Regions from separate parts of the Mus musculus genome. Here regions 1 and 2 are each linked to region 3. The links are chromatin contacts, called in public HiChIP or PLAC-seq and promoter capture Hi-C maps. All regions are on one chromosome and are shown on one strand. Each heading gives the region's core, a stretch centred on a gene start, on an enhancer-like site or on the middle of the called end of the contact. The rest is flanking DNA. Distances are from core to core; before and after follow the strand shown. Region 1 holds the start of Vcam1 (vascular cell adhesion molecule 1). Region 2 has its middle 23 kb from the start of Extl2. Region 3 holds the start of Slc35a3 (solute carrier family 35 (UDP-N-acetylglucosamine (UDP-GlcNAc) transporter), member 3).

Region 1 (4,697 bases), core at 1,384-3,883, 580 kb before region 3:
GTACACAAGGTTTAATCCTTCTTATTACATCTGTCCTGATGGGAGCTCATTGGTGTCCCAGCTCCACAGAATATTACAATCAAACATGGAATGGAGACTGAACTGTTAAAATCAACAAGAAACAAGCATTCTTGCAGGGGGTTGTGGGGCGAGAGCAGAGAATATAATTGAATCCAGAAAGCTCCTCACTTCTCTTTTTTAACTCTCCAACTGAATAGAACGTGTGAGCACAGGGTGAAGGAGCTAGAAATGCTTTATTATCTAAAAACATAGTATTTTAAATTTCCCCTCTGATTATTTATGTCCATCACACTCTTCAGGAAATGTGCCTAGAATCCACACAGTTTAATGACAGGTAATATAAGAACTCGCTACTCTTTCCTGGTATTTATATAACAGGACCTTCCAAGGAGCTCAGAAGGCTGCCTAGACATAAACTATGCATGCAGAGCCAGCATAATTGAAAGCAGCCGTCCAGGCTCAGCTGCTTGGGAAGCCCAGCTTCAGGAGGGGCTTGCTGAAATTTCAATTAAGGTTCATTGGCAAAGTTGGGCTGGAGCACAGTAGGAAGGTACCAAGGTGATTAAAAGATGAATCAAACAAGATGCTCATGAAGAAATGCCTTATGGGAGTCTCATTTCTTTCTTTCTTTCTTTCTTTCTTTCTTTCTTTCTTTCTTTCTTTCTCTCTCTCTCTCTCTCTCTCTCTCTCTCTCTCTCTCTCTCTCTCTCTCTCTCTCTCTCTCTCTCTCTCTCTCTCTCTCTTTCTTCTTTTTGGAAAGCAACACCATCAGTAACCAAAGAAAAATGATTCCTATAGGGCCCATTTCCCCCCACCTCTCCTTGGTAGTTTCATTTGCCGATTTGAGGATGATAGTAGGATGCATTTTGGGTAGGCTAGGGTAATATGGGTACCTGCACATATGCCTGAGACAGATCTAACTTATTAAACAAAAACTCTCTGAGATATAAAAGCAAAGCTCTCTGGCAGCAACAACAAAACCTCCCAAATTTATCTGCATCAAATGACTGAAATGTTAATAGATGTTTTAATTATGTCTATGCAGAAGGTTTGCATACTCTCAGAGTTCCCGAGCCTACAAGCAGATCCCAGAAAGAAGGAACTCATCAATCCTTTGGATACATTAATACATGAACGTGTAGAAATACCCCCAAATGGAAGATTAGAGGGGAAAAAACTAACTAATAGAACCAGGGGGAGGTTCACACTGCGCTAAGAACTGGAGCCAAGAAGGTGTGAGTCTCTTTTACATGGGCACCATTTTTTTGGCAAACAAGGACACAGGGGTTAAAATTTAGTTTCCTGTTCTTAACTAGCTTCTTCTTTCTCTGGCTTTATTGAAATTGTGCATTTGCTAGCTAAAAATCTAGATACTCTTTAAAAGTCTCTGTTTAATATATCGTTAATTTTTTTTCAAACAAAATCAAGAGAAAGCAAAAGCTCCTTCCTTCACTTACAGTAGATGTCCACGTGGATACTTCGTTCCAGCTTCCCAGAGCCACATGTTGCTGTGCACAGGTAAGAGTGTTCATTCTCAAAACTGACAGGCTCCATGGTCAGAACGGACTTGGACCCCTCCGTCCTCACCTTCGCGTTTAGTGGGCTGTCTATCTGGGTTCTCCATGAGAACAATGGTGACTCGCAGCCCGTAGTGCTGCAAGTGAGGGCCATGGAGTCACCGATTTGAGCAATCGTTTTGTATTCAGGGGAGATCTCGATTTTAAAAGCTTGAGCTGAAAAGAGAGAGAGAGAGAGAGAGAGAGAGAGAGAGAGAGAGAGAGAGAGAGAGAACAAGTTTACCATGGTCTGCCCCATACTGTGTCCTTTTTCTCTTGCGCAGCAATACAGTGTCCAAAGCACAGCTGGGATGATCTACTTTTTAAACTGTCTCAGACTAATAGCACAAGACAGACCCAAAGCCCTGAAGTTGCTCTTGAGGAAGGTGCTGGAATCGTCACCGCGAAGAAGAATGCTCAGTTCTGACTTTGAAGCCCATTGCACAAAGTTTTTTTTTTTTTTTTTTTTTTTTTTTTTGTCACTTTCTAAGCTTGATTTCATTGTCGAATACAGGAAACTAAAGAGATAGACCCACTACCGATATAATCCAAATTACTCATTTGACAGTGGAAAGAAAATCCGTCCCCAGCTCTGTCAGAATACTGGCTCTTATAGCAAAGCTCTGTAGTACACCAGAAGCTGTAGATGTGTGAAATAGGTCAGGAACTTACAGACTGCAAACAGTATCCAAAGTACCGTTGAGGCTCCCAAGACCGCGACCATCTTCACAGGCATTTCAAGTCTCTGCTTCAAAGCCTTCTTTGTGCCCCACGTGAAAAGTGTCTGGGAAAAGTGTTCAGCCTCCAAAGCCAGCCGGGCTGGTGTGAGTGAAATAGAAAGTCTGCTCTTTATAAAGGGTCTTGCTAGAGAGGCGGAGGGAAATCCCTTCAAGGGGAAACCCAGAGCCAGGGAAAAAGTTTAACTGACAGCCAGCCAAGTCCCCACGTTAACCCCTTCAGCTGCTTTCTGGGCTGAAGTCATTCTGAGTCCTGGGAAACACGACACTTCCAAGTATATAAATCTCTGGCTTTTCCTGACCTTCAGCTCCGAAAGGGCTATCTCTCCTGAAAAGATGATTGCAAAATGAAACTGCCAACAGTGTGTGTGTGTGTGTGTGTGTGTGTGTGTGTGTGTGTGTGACAGCAAAGACAGAGATCACTCAGTAAATAACCACTGACTTTTCTTCATTAAGAAATGCATTTGCAATTTAAAAAATAAAAATTGTTCTCTTTCAACAAAAAAAGGAAAATATCCTTTATTTGTTTTTATTGACCCATTATCATGAGTCACTCTTTTAGAATGTGAGTCAGTAGTTCTTATTTTTATACTCTTTTATTCATAAGTGAATTTTTGACAAAAAAAAAACCTCCCTGAAATAACTTTCTGAAGTAGTAAATGAAAGGACGTTGATGCAGAATGAAGGGAATTATCTTTTCTTTTGTTTGACAATGCCCCAGCCCTTTGACCCATTGCTGGATGACAGGAAGTCTTTTGCAGACTTGAACGCTAAAAAATGGGATCTGTCTGCTAAATTTTTGTGGTGGATTTCTTTGGCTGCATTATTTAGCCACAAGTCCAATTGAATATGTAAACAGATTAGCTTTAGGAGATGAATTGACAACCATTTTTTTATTATTATTTTCTACTCCCAGTGAAATGACTTTTTGAAAGACTCAATTAAGTGTCTTAAATGCCTCTGTAGGTCTTACACATGCATAGCCCATGTCCTTGCAAAATGCTTGCCCATCAGAAAGAAACCGGAATAGCCACTTCCTTGTATTATACACATGTGGGTTTACCTCCCACATGGCATTATCAGTTCCCTGCATGGCCAGGACTAGTTCTTATTCATAGTTGTTTCTATTCCATATATATATATATATATATATATATATATATATATATATATATATATATAATGGTTTTATATATAACGACTATAAAACCTGCAGCATCTTCTAGATGTTTAAAATCTAGAAGAGAAACGTTCAAAATACTGAATGTAGTTCATAAGTGCCACGTGAGAGAAAAAAATAATTCCACAAGAAAGGTATAGTTCCCAGACATCTGGGCACATGTAAAATTAACAGTATCATGTCATTGGACAAAGGCTATCAGTGAGACCCACAGTCGCCAACTGCTCCAACCTGGCAGGAGAGACTTCTGAATTCCCTCTTGAGAATACATGTGGCTCCCACTGAGAGGCAAGTATAAAAGGGAAGTTGAGGGATATATTTTAGGGCTATGACGACATATCCAGGGATCGATGACATTAGCTGCCATGTCATCTAGAGGACCTCAACAATGTCATGTCATAAAAGGAGAGTATAGACTACCCCCTACTGATTCTCACCTTCTCCATAGATCAAAGGCATGTAAGAAAATGTTAATCCATGTCTTTGACACTTAAAAATAAATAACTACTTGGATCATGCAGACTCATCTTATTTGGTATCAGTTCTCACCCAAGTGAGTGGAGAAATAATTCCTATCAGGAAAGGAGAATAGTACATACAACAGAGGAAGTGAAAAAAAAAACTATTTGGTGGATTCCACAAGGTCAAATCCTTCCTCGTTTAAGAACCACTACTCTAACATATAGCTAAAGAACTCTCCGTGGCTATGTAGATCTTTTATAGCAGCTTCATTAGAGACCCAAGAGCCTGAAGTTTGAAGTTGGATCAGTTGTTTTTGAAGCAAATACTGAGGACCAAGATTAAGCCAGTCCTAATTCTGCAGTCCTTATATGGTTAATCATCATGATTTTCCTATGGCCGTTCCTTCACCAAACATCACGTCTGTGTCTCAGATGTAAAATACAAAAAGTAAAGGGAAAGGACTCAAAGGCATGGAGCCTGCCTTCTTTGAAGGAGCTTCCCAAGAAGTTGGGGGGGGGTGTGGGGGCTTTCACTGATGTCTCACTGAAAAGGCCAATGCCCCATGTCAATCAAGATTCTGTCGGTAAAGCAGGGCAGAAATGGATGCCAAGTTAGGCAGGCAATTAGCATTCTACCTGTTTCTAATTCAGTGGAACTCACAGAGTGTTTTTTTTTTGGGGGGGGGGGACTGCTGTATAGGCACTGTGGCGCTCTAGCAATACGGAAACACTGGCAAGGACA
Region 2 (4,345 bases), core at 244-2,743, 680 kb before region 3:
GGAATAAGTTTCCTATTGGGAAGATAGCCCTGTGTTTGATTGAAAATTTTAAATAACCATGTGAATTGTACTATTTTCTCTCATATTATGAATCATCAACAAAAATACTTTTAGGTCTATATAAGAAAGATTTCTACACTGTGGCTAGACCTCCTAAGACCATCTTTCCATGAAAACCTTTTACTCGTACTCCACATGATCCAAAATCACTTGTGCGGGCTCAAAACTACACCTGTGTAGCAGTGTAGCTCAGGAGTGAAGCCTACAGGCTCTGCTATTAGACTCCGGGACGAAATCCTTGCCAGACATCACATTTGAAGAGCCCCTGTTTGTCAAAATGTGATTGTTTTATATATATCCTAAACGTTGGAAAACTAAGGACAGGTTAATATTCATAGGTTTTATTAAGAATTGGTTTTAAATAATAAGAGAGGTGGTATGTCTGACTAGAGTCATACGTCATAGTCATAGCGGCTTCCCCATTTCAGATGTTCAAAGCGTTAAAGCTGTTAGGTTGCTCTAATGCTAGAAAACCCAACATCCACAAAGGGAGATACGGAGAGCACTGTCTGTGCACAGTACCCAGGAACCAAAGGCTTGTTCCTTGTTTTCATTCTTTATATACTTTCCCCCCTGTGTTTTGTTTTGGAGACAGTTTTATCCTTTAATGTAGGCTGGCCTCAAACTCAAGGCCCCTCCTGCCCGAGTCTCCCAAAATGCTGAGATTAGAGACATGAGACATCATCACACCTGGCTCTTCACATTAAAGCCACAGTACGTATGTATTCTATCAGTTTGGACACATTTACAGCAGTGTAAAGAAATCAAAGATCACCCCTGTAATCCCAGCACTCAGATGGCTGAGGGAGGAGAATTCCTGTGAAGATCAGCCCTGCTACAGAGTAAGACCCTCTCTCTCTCTCTCTCTCTCTCTCTCTCTCTCTCTCTCTGTGTGTGTGTGTGTGTGTGTGTGTGTGTGTGTGTGTGTGTGTGTGTGTGTGTGTGTTGGTTAGAGGACAACGTTTCAGAGTCAATTAGATCCTCCCACAATGTGGGTTAGAAGTATCAAGCTCAGATGCTTAGGCTTCGTAGCAAGTGCCTTTCCCACTAAGGCTTCTCCCCAGCCCTGAACAGATGCTTCCGTAGCACCAGGACTCCCCAGCCTGCTCCCTTGTCATCCCACTGTGAGGAGACCAGGACTCTGTACTCCCCAGCCTGCTCCCTTGTCATCCCAGTGTGAGGAGACCAGGACTCTGTACTCGCCAGCCTGCTCCCAGTTCACTTGCTACCTCCTTGCTATGCAATACTGGATACATCACCCTACCTTACAGATCTATGAGCATAGCCCGTGATTGTTCCCTTAAAATGAAGTCCAACGAAATTGCACACCTGGATCGATCTAGTGAGATTCATTTCTTTTATGGGCTTTGATACATACTGCTAGATTCCTCTACAACTGTTGTCATGGTGACACTATTAATAGCACATCTGAGAACACCTGTTTCCCCCAGCCTTCCTGACTTCCGGCATTTCCGTTTTCCTGTCATCTGCTCGTTCCACATAAAATATCTGAGGGTTTCAGGGTATTAAAGGCTTCTCCTTCACAGAACTTGATGTTGAGGAGGCCGAACAGACAGACAAGGAAGTGTTCAGTGACAGCTCAAAGGGCGGTAAAAGCTTCAGGAAGCTTTAAAAATGCTTCTAGGAACTATTTCCAGGTTGCTGTATAGACATGTAATTAATAGACCGCCGATGTCAGCTTTTGTCTTACTAAGACTCCCAACTTTGTTCTCCCTCCACCCCGCCCCAACACACAAGTCCTGGTCTTGATTCACCTCCATATTCTCTCCTTCTGTGAAGTCTCTCACAACATAAAACCCATTTATTTTCTAACACACACTTGCACTGGGTCCTGACCCTTCTTAATGTCCTTCCCTGTAGGGTAAGGATGAAAGGAACATTTGCCATGAAACTTTACATGTTGCACTTGTTTGGGAAGGATGCTGTATACCAGAAAGAATTTGACAGTGCCTTCAGAAATCACAGAAATACCCATCAAAGAAAAAGGACCGTGCAGCCAGGTGATTTTTGAAGTTAGTTATGAAGTATGGGTGGATCAAAATCATAGCGTTGAAAGAGAGCAAGCCTCTGCAAACACCAAAACAGTTTAGGAAGCCCACTGCAGCAAAGGATGTGCTTGCTTGCTTGTTTGTTTGTTTGCTTGTTTGTTTTTGCTCTGTAGTCCAGTCTGGTCTTTAGTTTATCATCTGGCTCATCCTTCAGTTTAGGGTCTTCCTGTCTCAGTGTCTTGATCACTGGGATTATAGGCAAGGGTATCATGCCTGTCCACAGAGAGAATTCCCATGAAATTTATGTGACAGAGTCTCTGTATCTCAGCATTTCATTGATTTCCGAGAAGAAAATATCAAAAACCCAATTGGGGTTTTATTTTTTAGTTCTTTTTTGTTTGTTTGTTTTGCTTTTATCACAAGAAAGCAGCTTTATTTCATACCAGGTGTTAACTTGGACTAATCGTGTGTGTGTCTGTGTGTGTGTGTGTGTGTGTGTGTGTGTGTGTGTGTGTGTGTGTGTTTCTAGGCCATCTGGCAGTTTGGGGCAGATTGTTCTGGTTGTTACAACTGGAGGTGTGCTACTCACCACTGATATGTTAAGGGGATGTTGCTAAGCACCCACCAGTGAACAGAGAGGATTTGACAGTGACACAGCTGAGAAAAAGCCTGCTTAGCACCATTTGTTAGGTCATTTGGTTATTACTTATCTACATGGCATGACTTCTCACCTGTAAGTTCCATGCTAGTGTGACAATGCCTATGGGGATGCAAACTCGAGGGAAAATGTGCTTGTCTGATAACACGTCCAGTGTGTGAGGCTGTGAGCATGGCTCCATCAGAAAGCCACAGACATCTCCTGTGATGGCTTTTTCGGACTGATTCCTCTCCTCTGGTCCACATTCATCTTCCATTCTTACATTGAAGAAATGCAGAAGACAGCTTGCTTTTCTGAGAAGGACTTGGGGGAAAAAAAGCATATTTCGGATGTGCCAGATAGAAGCATTACATAATACTCTCTGTATTCAAATAGCATATCTTGAATCTGAGAAAGCTGGCAAAAATGTATTGGAGAAAGCTAAATATAAATTTTAAAGCATGTTTGCATGCATAAGGGTGTGTTTGTTTGTTTGTTTGTTTGTTTGTTTGTTTGTTTAAATCACAAGCAATACACATCTAGTAAAGGCTATCAGAATGGGAACATTCTTTTTTCTTTTTTTTTTTCTAGAATCTTCCAGGTATCCAAGTATTTTAACTTATTTTTTTCTCACCTTCCTCATGAAAGAAAGGAGCAAACAAAATGATTAGCAAAATTTCTTTCCAATTGTAAAGTTTGATGACCCTAAAGCAGGATGTTGAATCAGTTGTTCTTAAAAGGTAGCAAGCATGGATTGAACATGTAGTTAAGTTAGTGGGATGCTCTCCTGAGATGCACAAGTCCACAGGTTCAGTCCCCAGCACAGCATATGCTGTGACGCATGTGGGGCACACACTTTAGACTCAACAGAAAGTGGAGACAGGAGGACCAAGTCATTCTTGGCTACAGGGCAAGTTTGAGGCTGCCCTGGGCTACTTGGAGCCCTGTCTTCAACAAAAACAGTAGCATCCATGTCTTACTTTTGGGCAAAAGAAAATTCTACCCTGCAACATCCCCATCTTGAAACTCGGTGCTCTCACTTACAGCCTAGGCTCAACTGTCCAGAGCAGAGCGTCGGAGCAAATTCTGATGTAAACACGGCTGTGTAGCCTAGTGTTGGAGGATGGATCACCATCCGACAAGTATGCTGGGAGCGGTTATCTCTGAGGACACTCACTCCTTTTTTTTTTTAAACAAAACAAAACAACCAGTTGTTTTATTGAGAAAATAGAGGAGATGCCTCCATCTTTTCCAGGTGATCCCTATCAGAAGTGGGAGGTGGCAATGTGGCATGCTTTCCACAGGGGAAAATAGTCTGGGCAGGCCCCAGAAAAGTAGGGGTGTCAGTGGGGGAGGGCTGAGTGGGACCTGAAAGGCAGGGGGTGAGTGGTAAAGATGCTAGCTGCTGAAAGAAAGTGTATAGAAAAGAGGTACACTTCCCAAGGCCTAGAGCTGCCTCCTTCCAATTCTTCATAAATAAAATTTCACAGTAATAGAAGAATGCCTACATCTAGGTCTCAACCGGCCAGTTTCAGGCCGGGAGTCAGTATTGGTGAGGTGCCAAGGGTGAGACCTGGCTTGGGCTGTGCTCAGGGGTCACTGTGCCCTGGGGGGCCAAGAGCACTGCTTTTGTGCCCTG
Region 3 (4,163 bases), core at 1,480-3,979:
AATCAGTCTGGAGGTTCCTCAGAAAACTGTACATAGTACTACCTGAGTACCTAGCTATACCACTCCTGGGCATATACACAGAAAATTCTCCAACATATAACAAGGACACATGCTCCACTATGTTCATAGCAGCCTTATTTATAACATCCAGAAGCTGGAAAGAAACTAGATGTCCTTCAACAGAGGAATGGATACGGAAAATGTGGTACATTTACACAATGGAGTACTACTTAGCTATTAAAAACATTGAGTTCATGAAATTCTTAGGCAAATGGATGGAACTAGAAATTATCATTTTGAGTAAGGTAACCCAGTCATAAAAGAACACACATGATGTGCACTCACTGATAAGTGGATGTTAGCCAAAAGCTCAGAATACCCAAGATACAATTCACAGACCACATGGAGCTCAAGAAGAAGGAAGACCAAATTGTGGATGCTTCAGTCCTTAGAAGGGGAACAAATTACTCATGGGAGAAATACGGAGACAAAGTGTAGAACCGAGACTGAAGGAAAGGTCATTCAGAGACTGCCCCACCTGGGGCTCCATCCCATATACAGACACCAAACTCAGACACTATGGTAGATACCAAGAAGTACTTGCTGACAGGAGCCTGATATAGCTGAGAGGCTCTGCCAGAGCCTGACAAATACAGAGGCATATGCTCTCAGCCAACCACTGGACTGAGCACGGGTCCCTAATGGAGGAATTTGAGAAAGGACTGAAGTAACTGAGGGATTTGCAACCTCATAGGAAGAACAACAGTATCAACCAACCAGAACCCCAACCCCCAGAGCTCCCAGGGGCTAAACCACCATCCAAAGAGTACACATGGAGGGACTCATGGCTTCAGCTGCATATGTAGCAGAGGATGGTCTTGTCCCGCATCAATGGGAGGAGAGGCCCTTGGTCCTGTAAAGGCTTGATGCCCCAGTGTAGGGGAAATGCCAGGAGTGGGAAGGAGGGTGGGGAAGCACCCTCACAGAAGCAGGGGGAGGGGGAGAAGGGATAGGGAGTTTCCAGAGAGGAAACCAGGAAAAGCGATAACATTTAAAATGTAAATAAAGCATCCAATAAAAATTAAAAATATATAAATAAAAAATCCTATGGTTATCTTAAAAACATTTCAATATGTTGGGTAAAGTTACTTTTTTAAAAAGAATGTCTAGCTTAGAAATAAAACTATTTTTAAAAAAGAATGAAAGGATTACATTAACTTGTATCATGGAGTGGTTTACATTTTGAAGGGTTTTTAATGGCTACCTAAATTATTTAAAATCTATTCTTGGTTATGGATACTCCACAGTAGCTAAGCACTTACCTAGCCTTCAGTATGACCTATGTTCCATCCCTAGAACCACTAACTAAGTAAATTGTCGCTGAGTATTTCTGAGAGAACTGTCAGAGAGTGGCATTAAATCTCCAGCTTCAAAAAGCGATTGCAAAGAACTAAAATTACAGCTCAGTGACAGAGTGCTCCGTCAATTCCCACGGGGTTCACTGCCCAGCACAGCCACACACAGTGAAGAGGGGGCAGGAGTGGGGGTGTGTGGGTGGATGAAGAGAACCAGGAGATAGTGAGACAGAGAAGAGAGGGGGCCCTGCTCATGCGTGTGCTATCAGGTCAGGCGTAGTTCCAAGGCAGAAAGACTTAAAGCTGCAAGTTCCGTTTTGGAAGCTATTGGTATGGTGCACCTGAAAGTGACCAGAAAATAAGGGCAGATGCGGTAGGAAAAAATTTAAAGGGAGGGAAGTTAGTCAGACGCATAAACGTAGGAGTCATTCATTTGAAAGCAAGCAACTTGAGTTAGTAGCAACGGAATGAAGACGTGAGAAACAACCAAACATTACCTGTAACTACCAAAATAAGTGTCTACAAAGACTCAACTCAGGTGCCATCTTCAAATATTGCGTTTAATAGGATATAATAAAGGGCACACTCCTATAAGTGCCTTGCTACAGTTAAAACCCATTACTTCGTTTAATATCCCTTAATTAATCTGAACTAGCAGAAACTTGAGTTAGCTTAAATAAAATGTTCACTAAGCTCCCCACTCTTCAATACTTAGAACCCCTGCAAACTCTCGCCACACACACTGATGGACACCCATCGCCTTCGGTCTAGACTTACCACGGGCACCCTTTCCATCTCTCCAAGTCCCTGCAGCTTCTTGACTACACCGTCCTTTCTCACCGAGCAGACTCGTCCCTAGCCCGGGGTCACAGGCTGAGCCGGAGCTCCCGAAATGACCGCGGAAGGACAGGCCGCCAGCCTGGCCCCCAAGGCACTTGGCCCGCCAGTCTGGAGCTTGCAGGCACACTGCCTGCCACACCCCTCCCCTCCCGACCTTTTCCTCCTCCACCCAGAACGTTTCGGCACGTCCAGGCCGGAGGTACAAGGCGCCCATTCATCTACTCCTCATAAACTAGGGCTGCAGCCGTCCGCTGTGGTCCCGGTGGCCTCAACCGCCCCGCGCCCTCCCAGCCCGGCCTCGGCGTCCCGCCAGCTTCCCCCAGCGCCCTCCGCTCACCCGCCGTGCGGCTCGGCCAGCTGCCCGCACTGGAGCCCCGGGCTCCGCGACGCCGGGAGACCCAGGCTGCCGAGCCCGTCGGCTCCGCCGCGTCCGCTGACCCGCAGCACCGCCGGCTCCCGCCGGCTCTGTGGCCCGGACCGCTTCGGTGAGGCCCAGGCGTTTCCGGGTTCCCGCGGTCCGGTCCGCCAAAGGATCCGGCTTCCGCCTCGGCCCCGGCAAACGCCGTTCCCTGTTCGGCTCCGGGGGCCCCAGCTTCGCGCTTGCGGGACGCGTCCCTGAGGCGACCCCAACCGCGGCTGCTCCTCGCGCAGCTCCCGTGACAGTCTCACGGTCGCCGGAGAGTTTGATAGGAAGGTGTCTCTCTCCCCACAGTCCTGCGGCAGAAAGTGGCGGGATGATCTGTCACTTAAGGAAGGGGACAAAGTCCTTTGGATCAAAGAACTCTGATGAGAACCGGGAGGCGGATCTTGGCTCCTGAAAATGACCACCAGTGAGTTGAAAACAAGATTATACCTGGTGCAGGTTACCAACCTTAGTCTAGGAGCCAGCTGGTTCGGTTAGGAATGATCCCTGTCCCCCACCCTGGGAGACCTGGAAGAGTGTCAGGAACGCAGAATGGGCTTAGTGTCACTAACCAGGGGAAAGGTGAAGAGAGAAAGAGAGCAATTTACCTCTTCCTGTCTGCAAGAATCTCATGCATATTACGTTTCAGTCTGCTAATGTATTTCCAAAAGTTCCCAACCACTGTAGCCATTGCTGGCTGTGGACAGGCTGAAATGTAATATTCTGGGTCCGGATTGATCATCGGATACAGCAGATTTATCCCTTCCCTGTTAAAACAATGCTCCTAGAATTAAGCTTACGCTTCTTTGCGTGGCAAATGATTAAAACCATCCATTAGGGAAGCATCGTTAGAAAACAACGGAGAAAAATAAAATTAAATGACTGTTAGCACATGATGCCTCGCTTAAATGTTTGTGTAATCCGACCTTCAGAAAACTTCTGGGGGATGGAATGTGGATTAGATCTTGATATTTGCTAGGGTCCGAACCTAAAACGTCCCCCAAAGATTCATCATGTGGTAAAGGTTTGGTTGCCAGCTAATGGACTTTGATGTTGGGGGAAGTGAATGGATAGTGAACCTCTGACCTAAGCCACTGATGTATTAAATCTTTGAAGGTATTATTAGGAGATGGTGTAAATGGTGGCACAAGCCTATTTGGAAGAAGTGGGTCGCTGAGGGTGTGTCTTAACCTAGCCTTTCCTCTAGCTCTCTTTGCAGCCTGTATGCTTTTTTTGGTAAATAACTGCCCCAGTACATAAGTTCCAACCAGAGACCCAGAGGCAATGAAACCTAGTCACCATGAACCAAAACATCTGAAACGATGATGTTTCAGGGAGGACTAATAAGTCCTCCCTCTAAGTGGCTTTCTCAGGCAAAAAGAAAGTAACAAATACAATACTTCTTATACTTCTTACTTTTTTTTTTTTTTTGACGGGGTCTCACATTGTAGCTCAGGATGGCTCCAGGCTGGCATTGAAGGTCTCGATCTCTTAGCAACCATCCTGTCTCAGCCTCTCTGTGCTAGCTAGGATCAAAAGCTAGAGCACTCAAATCTGCTTTCTAT

Evidence for each region. HiChIP or PLAC-seq counts read pairs in DNA pulled down with a chosen protein or histone mark. Capture Hi-C pulls out chosen DNA fragments and counts their contacts.
Region 1: a promoter capture Hi-C map of liver shows a contact between it and region 3. The contact joins the promoter of Vcam1 here to the promoter of Slc35a3 in region 3. A contact is called at or near these places in 1 of 115 datasets of contacts at active chromatin or transcription factors (astrocytes) and 2 of 9 other capture datasets (adipose tissue and liver).
Region 2: an H3K4me3 HiChIP or PLAC-seq map of craniofacial prominence shows a contact between it and region 3, with 6 times the contacts expected there. The contact joins the enhancer-like site here to the promoter of Slc35a3 in region 3. A contact is called at or near these places in 12 of 39 promoter capture datasets (the 3T3-L1 cell line, 3T3-L1-derived adipocytes, the C10 cell line and 7 more), 3 of 484 Hi-C or Micro-C datasets (bone marrow-derived macrophages, cochlea and embryonic stem cells), 5 of 115 datasets of contacts at active chromatin or transcription factors (the 230-238 cell line, bone marrow-derived macrophages, craniofacial prominence and 2 more) and 2 of 9 other capture datasets (adipose tissue and liver).

What each region holds. Positions count from the first base shown.
Region 1 is chr3:116,127,055-116,131,751 of GRCm38.p6, forward strand. Vcam1 (vascular cell adhesion molecule 1) reads right to left here and starts at 2,634. Exons shown (of 9, transcript NM_011693.3): 1 at 2,250-2,634; 2 at 1,479-1,754. The coding sequence starts at 2,313.
Region 2 is chr3:116,029,103-116,033,447 of GRCm38.p6, forward strand. No RefSeq gene overlaps it. Among named protein-coding and RNA genes, the nearest start is that of Extl2, 23 kb to the left of the region's middle. Within about 2 kb of position 1,494, at least 18 of the 459 cell types and tissues checked have an H3K27ac peak or open chromatin away from gene starts, as enhancers often do. A contact at or near this core is called in hippocampal neurons, where this site is marked.
Region 3 is chr3:116,709,551-116,713,713 of GRCm38.p6, forward strand. It overlaps Slc35a3 (solute carrier family 35 (UDP-N-acetylglucosamine (UDP-GlcNAc) transporter), member 3), which reads right to left and starts at 2,730. Exons shown (of 8, transcript NM_144902.4): 1 at 2,533-2,730.